3 separate regions of the Sus scrofa genome follow, and all the other regions are linked to region 2. Evidence: chromatin contacts called from public Hi-C and promoter capture Hi-C data. All regions are on one chromosome and are shown on one strand. The core of a region is the stretch at or near the end of the contact, and the rest is flanking DNA. Distances in the headings are between cores, read along the strand shown.

Region 1 (2,786 bases), core at 118-2,617, 110 kb after region 2:
TAAAAGCATTTTCTAGATTACAATTTAATCAGATTAACAAAAGAAAATGTAAATTCAAAAAATATTAAGACTAAGCCAACGTAAGGTGTTTAATATTCCGAGTAAGGAAAAGGGCATAAGCGGCCTAGAAAAATGAAAAGCAAAGCACCACAGTAACGTTACATTTGAATTAAAGAATACCGTTATTTAAATAAGCAGTTAGCATTTCGTAGGAAGAAGGCCAGGCAACGTGACTATTATATATCTAGTCGAGTCACAGCACTGCTTCGCTATTCCGTACTTACTGCTTATACTTATAATATAGAAATAAAGAGGCAGCAACAGTTAGCCACTACAACATTAACCGCTCTGGCGAAGGTTACTTTAAAAATCGCCTTGCATTTTTACAACACTTTACAGCTATAGATTATTTTCACATATATGACCTCATACAGTCCTCACTATCCTGTGATGTGGCTATTACTGACTACATTTCATAGATAGGAAACCGAGGTTCGGTAAGCGATTTTCTGAGAGTCACCCAGTCGAACCCAGACCTTCTGATTCCGCGTTTTCTGCCTCGCATTTCGCATAGTTCTATTTCAGGCATAAACAGAATTTTTAAAGGGAAAGAATGGGTTAGGGAGAAAATAATCATGGTACCTGCAGCTGTGTGCTGCAAAAAATGGCTGAATTATGCTTCTTCCCTTTTTTTTTTTTTTTTTTTTTTTTTGGCCTGGAAAAAAATTAAATTTCAAACAATTTTAACTAAACTCAAAGATAAATTAGATCCCGGCGTTTACCAAATGTATGACTGAGGTCGGTGCAGAAAGGGCTACCGAATCCGTGCCTAGCGCGGGGCCGCGGACGAAGCCCGGGCTCCCGGAGGCCGGAGGGCCAGGGGCGGCTACGCACCTCGGGGGTCTGTCCAACCTCTAGTGGACGGCAGTCTGCATCAGGAAGAAGCGGGCCGGCTGGCCGGGCGATGGGCGGTCGGGCGCCGGGACGGCACTCGGCAGGCTTCTCGAACGTCTACAAGGGGCCGCTCCCGGGCCGGGCCGGGGCGCTCCGGCGGGGGGCGAGTCTGCGCGCCTGCGGCCCCCACGAAACCAGTCCTGGGAAAGAAGACAGCGCTGAGACGCTAGTCAAGACAGTCGGGCTCGGCGCGAGGCGGCGCGGCGTCGGGGCCGGGCCCGGCCTTGGCAACGCCAGGAGCCTCGCAGCGCCCTGCGGGGTTCGGCAGGAGGGCCGATTCGGCGCCTCGGGTGGAAAGAGGGGCTGGGGGGCCGCGGGCAGCGGCAGAAGCGCCGGCGGGCAGCGGCAGAAGCGCCGGCGGTGGCGGCGTCAACGACGGCGTCTCCGGGCTTCTGCCCCGAAGCGCGCGGAGCCTCAGGATCACCCACGCCGGGGGTGGAGGAAGGCGGGAAAGGGGCGGGAAAGGGGCGGGAAAGGGGCGGAGCGAGCGGGGCCACGAGCCAGGGGCCGCTCCGGGCCGCGCGCCCCCTGTGGGCCGCGGGAGCCGCCCGGGGCCCGCCCAGTGAGGCGGGGCCCGTCGGCAGGGGGCTCCATGCGCCGTCGTCGCAACGCGGAAGGCTGCCACGCGGGTAGGGAGGTCGAAGGGTGGGAATGCGAGAGTTGGAGCGCGGGCCCGTGAGGCGCCCTGGGCCCCAACTGGCGCCTCGAGGGGGCCCGCGAGGGCCGCGGCCCAGAGGGTGTTTACCTTCCCCCTGGTCGAGCGCCAATGCCGCCATCTTTCAGCCAACGCGCGTCACTTCCGGCGCCGCGGGAGCGGGAGCGGGTGTGGGAGTGAGGTGGGGGCAGGGCTGTCCCACGCCCACGGGGCCCCACGTTCTGCCGGCTATGCCGGCGGGCCTCACCGAGGGGAAGGCGGCGCAGCGTTGCGGACGCGGGCTCGGCCAGACGCGGTTTCCCCCGCGGCTTAGCCGTCGGGGCTGGAAACTCGGCAGTGCTAGTCCCCGCGCAGCGGTCCTTCTTCGCTTACGCGAGCGGTGGGCTCGAGCCACTGCGGTGTGCCCACCCTAGACAAGTTGAGGGTTAAGAAACCCGGAAAATGTCTTTTTGCATCTTCCACACGGTGGGGGTGGCGGAACAGGGACGACGTGGAGGGGGCTTTGGCGTATCTACCTGTGTTGTAAACGTGACTGCATCTGCGCCAAATGACATCATTTATTAAGGCAACTTGCAGGGGATTGTTGCGTCATAGGGTTCCACTTGGCTAGTTGCAGAACAATTACGCGTTTCAGAAATACATTTCCCAGAGGTGAGAAAATTCATAGAAAACGGCTTGTCTGCACCACACAGAAATGCCGGATCTGAAAACGCTGTTCTGTTTCTATTTGTGTCAAAATCAGATGGCAAGAACGAACATTCAGAAGGCAGTGGTTTTTTAGTTTTTTATTTTTAACAAATCGATTCTAGAATCGTAGCTAGTGCCTTTTACATACCGCGTTTTCTTGATTTAAGAATTTAAAATTACATCACAGGACTGTTTTGTAAATGTGTCGTTTTGAAATCTCTGTAGGAAAAGTGTAGATGACAGAAAAACACATTTGGAAGCCAATGGTTCTCCTGTTAACCTTAAATCATCCGTTGCCCATTTCTGATCCTAAACTGAGAAATTTCTCCTGCCCCCACTCACTGCCGCCATTTTCTCTCTAGACCTATATCCCAAAGAACTTACAGAGATGTGTGGCTGACAGCGATCATTATCTCTTTCTAGCAATCTTGAATATGTCACGTTTCCCAAGAGGCCAAAAAAGCACACGGTGGTACTGTTTTGCTGAAAT
Region 2 (2,789 bases), core at 35-2,534:
CTCAGGGGTAAACGAATCCGACTAGGAACTATGAGGTTTCAGGTTCGATCCCTGGCCTTGCTCAGTAGATTAAGGATCCTGAGTTGCCCTGAGCTATGGTGTAGGTCGCAGACGCGGCTCAGGTCCCGTTGCTGTGGCTATGGCGTAGACCGGCAGCTACAGCTCTGATTAGACCCCTCGCCTGGGAACCTCCATATGCCACAGGAGCGGCCCTGGAAAAAGGCAAAAAAAAAAAAAAAAAAAAAAAAAACACTTTTAAATGAGTAGTATAATTCTGAGATTTCATTAGCAGTCTTTTATGGGTACAATGCTTCTTGACTCAATTTTGTAGACTCATTTCTGGTAGCTTGCGATTTGTTCTTCATTATAAAAAATATCATTTACTTTTTTTGAAGGAGAATAATGGCTTCATGTTAAAATGCAGATTTTCGAAACAGTCTTCACTGTAAAAGTCTTTCAAAGGACACGAGTTCAAAAACTGTAAAGAAGGGGCTCGACCTGTCCATACTATATAATGTTCACTGGGGAGGAGAAAGTCCAGCTTCTTCCCCTAACCCAGCCGTTCCATTCCCATGCCAGTCTCCCCGACTTCCTGCAGGAGCTTCGCCGAAGGTGACCTCCCCCATTCATACCAGGTTCTAAAACCTGACCTTGCCCGGCACAACCAAAGCCGAACCCCGCGGTGCCCTAAGCTGGCCTAACCCTACTCACGAACTCAAGAGGGCACCAGCCAGAGTGTGGATACTGTGAGGGATACTTTAACTTTTTAAAACATTTTATTCCCGAGAGCACGACCAAAGGGCCCAACCCACCACCCTCGAATCTCCCGCCTCCTGTGCCTCAACCGCAAACTCCAGGCGGACCGGTGAATGACCCTCGGGACCGGGACACAGGCAGCCCGGAGGCGGGAAAAGCCTCAAAGCGAGCCAGTTCTGGTTCCCAGAGAGGCCCAAAAGAGCGCGGGGAGAGCTGCAGGCGGCCGGGAAGGGGCGGTGACAGTTGTGACCCGGCTCGACACTCTCACCTTGAACATGTCGCTGGCAGCGGCGGCTCCGGCGGGGTCACCCGGCCTCGGCCACGCCCACTATAGAGAGGTAACTACGGCGGCCGATTAGGGCCCGATTCCTCCGACCGCAAGCGGGCCGCGGTGCGGGTAACAGGCGTACAGCCAATTCGATCCCGCTAAGGCTTAACTCGGAAGCTTGGGCTGCTAGCAGCGTCGTTGAGCTGCAGCGCGTCGCGCCTCAGGCGGCGAACACAAGCCCCGCCTTCCGGAGGCTCCGCCCCTGCGCCGGCGGTTGCTAGGCGGCGGGAAAGCGCCAGCTCAGTGTGGGCGGCACGCGGGGGCGCTAGGAGGGAGGCGCCGAGCGCAGAGCCGTGCTGGGAATTGGCCTTCGCCGCCGTGATTGGGCGCCAGCAGCGTGGGTTGGGAAGCCTGTGTGCGGAGGCCGCCGGGCGGGGGCGCTCGGCAGGCCTCTGGTGGCTTCGAAAGCCTCGCAGCCGGAAGCTACCGACCTCGGGGGCCTGGATTTACCTCACAAAAGGTTTTTAGTTTTGTGGGGTTTTTTTTTTCACCCTTGTTTAGCCATTTCCAAGATTTTAAATTTAAACTAATTTGCCTTGTCCTTTAGTCTTGAAAGAGCCCGACATTTTTTTCTTCTTTAAAATGCTTAAGCGTATGTTTCTCACAGGGAATCAAATGTTTGTCCTTTAATTAGAGTAGAAATAAGTAATAATGACAAAAATTATCTTATTAACAAGAATAGCAACCACCAACAGCGTTTACTATGTAACTTGCTCTGATGTAAACTCCTTACACATACTCTTCTTTCCAACAACCCAAGTAGGTGGGCACGATTATTATCTCCCGTCAAATACATGAAGAAACCGAGGCTCAGAGAAGTAATATGTGGAAGGTCATACAGAAGGAAAGTGGGAAGCCAGGATTCAAACCTCAGTAGCCTGGCTTTAAAGCCTGTGATCGCAAGTAAACAACTGTTGTAGTGTCTCATACCGGGGTTGTATTTCATGTTTCATTCTGTATTTCATTCTAATCCCGCAGCAAATGTAAGCCCATCCGGGGCAGGCATCCAGAAGATTTTGGGAGTTTGGTGCGGTGTCACTGCTCTCCAGCCAAGATCACTAAGAATACTGTAGTTGAACAAGCTGAGTTCATTTCTCTTTGGTGCCAGGAGAACGCACCCTTGGGAAACGGTGGGGCATCTCAGTAAGAGGGTGTTAGATTTATTCTAGGATTTGGGGCTTTGGTTGGGGGGTTTGCGGGTGAGTTCAGGGAAGCGAGTCCTTGTTCTGGATTGGGTGGTGCTAGGAAGCCAGGGCTAACACGAAAGCCCAGGTGTGGGTGCCAGGCCAGCTCCCAGATGTTAAGGGCTACTTTTCTCTTTCTCAAGAGAATTGTATATCCCTAGCCTTCCCTATACCTAAGGAGAACTATTTAGGAGACTCTGAAGGCTCTGCATCAGTAATGGAATGTCATATGTGTATAAGAGTGTGACTTATAAATGGTAAGTTAGGGCAGAAATTCTTAATTCTGGAGGTACATGAACTTGGGGAAAAATTACAACTTTATTTTCACTAACCTATAACTGAACTTTAACAGTTCTTTAAATTGTGGTGTAGGTAACCACAGTAGTTCAGCGGTACCTATGACTTTGTCATCAGTAGAAAGCACAGATATTTTCATATCATATTATAGTCACAGCAGATTTCTTGAAATATCATTTCTGCTCATTACCACTTCACAAGTACTGTAATTATTAGAGCTCTCA
Region 3 (2,856 bases), core at 243-2,742, 110 kb before region 2:
GAGAACAGTATGGAGGTACCTTAGAAAACCATACATAGAACTACCATATGACCCAGCAACCCCACTCTTGGGCATATATCTGGACAAAACTTTCCTTGAAAAAGACACATGCACCCCCATGTTCATTGCAGCTCTTTTCACAATAGCCAAGACATGGAAACAATGCAAATGCCTATCAACAGACGATTGGATTAGGAAGATGTGGTATGTACACACAAGGGAATACTACTCAGTCATAAAAAGAACAAAATAATGCCATTTGCAGCAACATGGACAGAACTAGAGACTCTCATACTGAGTGAAGTAAGTCAGAAAAAGACAAATACCACATGATATCACTTATAACTGGTATCTAATACACAGCACAAATGAACCTTTCCACAGAAGAGAAAATCATGGACTTGGAGAATAGACCTGTGGCTTCCCCAGGGGGAGAAGGAGGGAGTGGGAGGGATTGGGAGGGTGGGGTTGGATGCAAACTATTGCTCTTGGGATGGATTTACAATAAGATCCTGCTGTGTAGCACTAAGAACTATGTCTAGTTAACTTATGATGGAGCATGATAATGGGAGAAAAAAGAATGTATACATGTATGTGTAACTGGGTCACCATGCTGTACATTAGAAAAAAAATTTTTTAAAATAATAAATATTTGGTCAGGAGCTATTACCAGCCTTATCGTCTATATGCATCTCCAAAAAAAAAGAAGAAAGCATTCTGTTAATTAGAAAAATTACAAGTAGAGGGGAAAAAAATCGAGGAATCCAAATAGCTTACCTGAGGAAATTCTAAACACCACAAGAACAGACAAGCACACATTCCTTTAGTCATGAGAGTGATGACGTCATCACACGTCGGGTCCCCTCTGGAAAATTCCAGTCAGAGTAAGGCAAACAACCAACTACTAATACCAGGAAACTAGTTTTGAAAGGATACTGGGGCCCTCGGGGGCCCCCTCAGACCACCCTATGAGAACCGCTACTCTAATCCTCTTATTTCCCCATCGCCCAAGGCCAGGTCTTTCCAAGGAAGAAACAGCAAGTCACTGGTCCAGGGTCCACAGGAAATCCCTCTCTTTCTTTTGCAAAGGTTACCAAGGGGACGCTTAGCCTCCAAGGTCGGGCTTTCGGGAAGGCTCCGCCACCCACCGCTAGACGGCGCTGCTACAGAGCCCCGCCGGGCGCCTTACCACCCGCGCCCCCGCCCTCGCGGGTAGGGTTCACAAGGGCGCCCGGAAGAGAGGGAGGCGCCCGGAAGCGGGGGCGGTCGCGGCCTCATTGGACGATGCATCGCCGCCTCACGGCCAGGGGCGGGGCCTCCTCTCGGTAAAAAGCGGAGCCTCGCAGCTGGAGAGCGCGCGGCTTTCGTCGCAGTCAGCGGGTTGTGTTACGTTGCTCGCTGAGGTTCGCCGGGTCATGGTGCCATCCTGACTGGGAAGAGGACGCTCCCGGGAAACGAATGAGGAACCACCTCCTACTACTGTTCAAGTACAGGGGCCTGGTCCGCAAAGGGAAGAAAAGCAAAAGACGAAAATGGCTAAATTCGTTATCCGCCCGGCCACTGCTGCCGACTGCAGTGATATCCTGCGGCTGATCAAGGTAGCGGGAAGCACGGGCTCCTCCCGGGCGGGGGGCGGGGGGTGGGGTCTTTGTCTCCGGCAGGTTCCCCTTTCTCCGCCCGCGTCGCTCCTGGCGAGTCTTTGGGAACAAATCGCCGCCCCGCCCACCCCATTCCTCTCTAGCTGGCCTGCTGGGGTCTCACTTAATTTTCTGTTTCTTTCCCAGGAATTGGCTAAATACGAATACATGGAAGAACAAGTAATATTAACTGAAAAAGGTAACGCATCAGTGGTTGGTAGGGCGGGGAATGAGCGTCCGGTGCCAGCCACCTTGATGGCGGCCGACATTGTCCCCCGCTGCCCTTTCTTGCAGATCTGCTAGAAGATGGTTTCGGAGAGCACCCCTTCTACCACTGCCTGGTTGCAGAAGTGCCCAAGGAGCATCTAACTCCGGAAGGTAATCGCCCTCCCCTTCCAGAAGCCGGAGAGACCGAGTGTTGTGTAAGACGTAGTGTCTGCTCTGTAGAAGCACTGACAACACGGGCTGAAGTTAAGCTACTAAGAAGTTGGCCAGAAATAATAGCCAGCCAGTGTTCAAACTACTGAGGAAAAAAAATAGGTGTGCTGCACTTAATAATAGGGCGGGTTAAAAGAGCTGTTTAAGTTCAGTGCTGTGGAGCCCCGAAGAGTTTGAGCCGATTAAGTAAGTATCAGAGTGCTGTGGAAACCCGGAAAAGTTAGGTATAAAGTCATTTGTTGTAATTCAGTTTCATAAATGGTTCTTGTTTGACCCTAACGTAACCTTTTTTGTATTTGTGTTAAATTACATTTTTTTCTTTAATTTGTCCCAATCTTCAGGTTACAGTCTCTAGCTTCGCCATGTACATGGCCCTTCCGTGTACATGGATGGGCGGGGAGGTAACTAAAAGATCCTTTACACAATAAAGTAGATGATCATGATAAATGAGGTAAGGCCCTGTTATCACACACTTAAAACACGGTAGATCAGAAGCTCCATTGTACTCGCTTCCTGTTTGCAAAGGACTATAGAATGGCTAGAAAGTTTAATTTGAAACCTTTGTCTCCAATTGGAATTACAGACACCCATTAAGAGGGAGTCAGATGCTTTTTTTTTGCCTTTTTTTTTTTTTCCTTGCTGGTCGTGGTTGACTGGTCAGAAGACAGAGCTAAAGGGGGAAGTTGTTTTGGGGGGAGGTGATTAAGTTTTTCCCTGAGGCCATTTCCTCATGCTAGAAAAAAAACCGTGCAGAAAACATAAAGGGATGAGGTACTTTCCA

Evidence for each region. Promoter capture Hi-C pulls out the DNA fragments that hold promoters and counts their contacts. A called contact is a pair of places that touch in the nucleus more often than the background predicts.
Region 1: a contact with region 2 is called in a Hi-C map of embryonic fibroblasts, with 2.7 times the contacts expected there. The contact joins the promoter of KLHL15 here to the promoter of APOO in region 2. A contact is called at or near these places in 2 of 5 promoter capture datasets (fetal liver and liver), 6 of 47 Hi-C or Micro-C datasets (embryonic fibroblasts, heart right ventricle, liver and 2 more) and 1 of 2 datasets of contacts at active chromatin or transcription factors (alveolar macrophages).
Region 3: a promoter capture Hi-C map of fetal liver shows a contact between it and region 2, with 4 times the contacts expected there. The contact joins the promoter of SAT1 here to the promoter of APOO in region 2. A contact is called at or near these places in 2 of 5 promoter capture datasets (fetal liver and liver), 17 of 47 Hi-C or Micro-C datasets (alveolar macrophages, blood, embryonic fibroblasts and 11 more) and 2 of 2 datasets of contacts at active chromatin or transcription factors (alveolar macrophages and skeletal muscle).

Annotation. Positions count from the first base shown.
Region 1 is chrX:20,128,223-20,131,008 of Sscrofa11.1, forward strand. It overlaps KLHL15 (kelch-like protein 15), which reads right to left and starts at 1,368. Exons shown (of 3, transcript XM_013986014.2): 1 at 895-1,368. EIF2S3 (eukaryotic translation initiation factor 2 subunit 3) reads left to right here and starts at 1,486. Exons shown (of 13, transcript XM_003134980.6): 1 at 1,486-1,583.
Region 2 is chrX:20,016,500-20,019,288 of Sscrofa11.1, forward strand. APOO (MICOS complex subunit MIC26) reads right to left here and starts at 1,285. Exons shown (of 9, transcript XM_005674464.3): 1 at 1,025-1,285. The coding sequence starts at 1,033.
Region 3 is chrX:19,906,545-19,909,400 of Sscrofa11.1, forward strand. It overlaps SAT1 (spermidine/spermine N1-acetyltransferase 1), which reads left to right and starts at 1,493. Exons shown (of 6, transcript NM_214358.1): 1 at 1,493-1,598; 2 at 1,785-1,836; 3 at 1,932-2,015. The coding sequence starts at 1,533.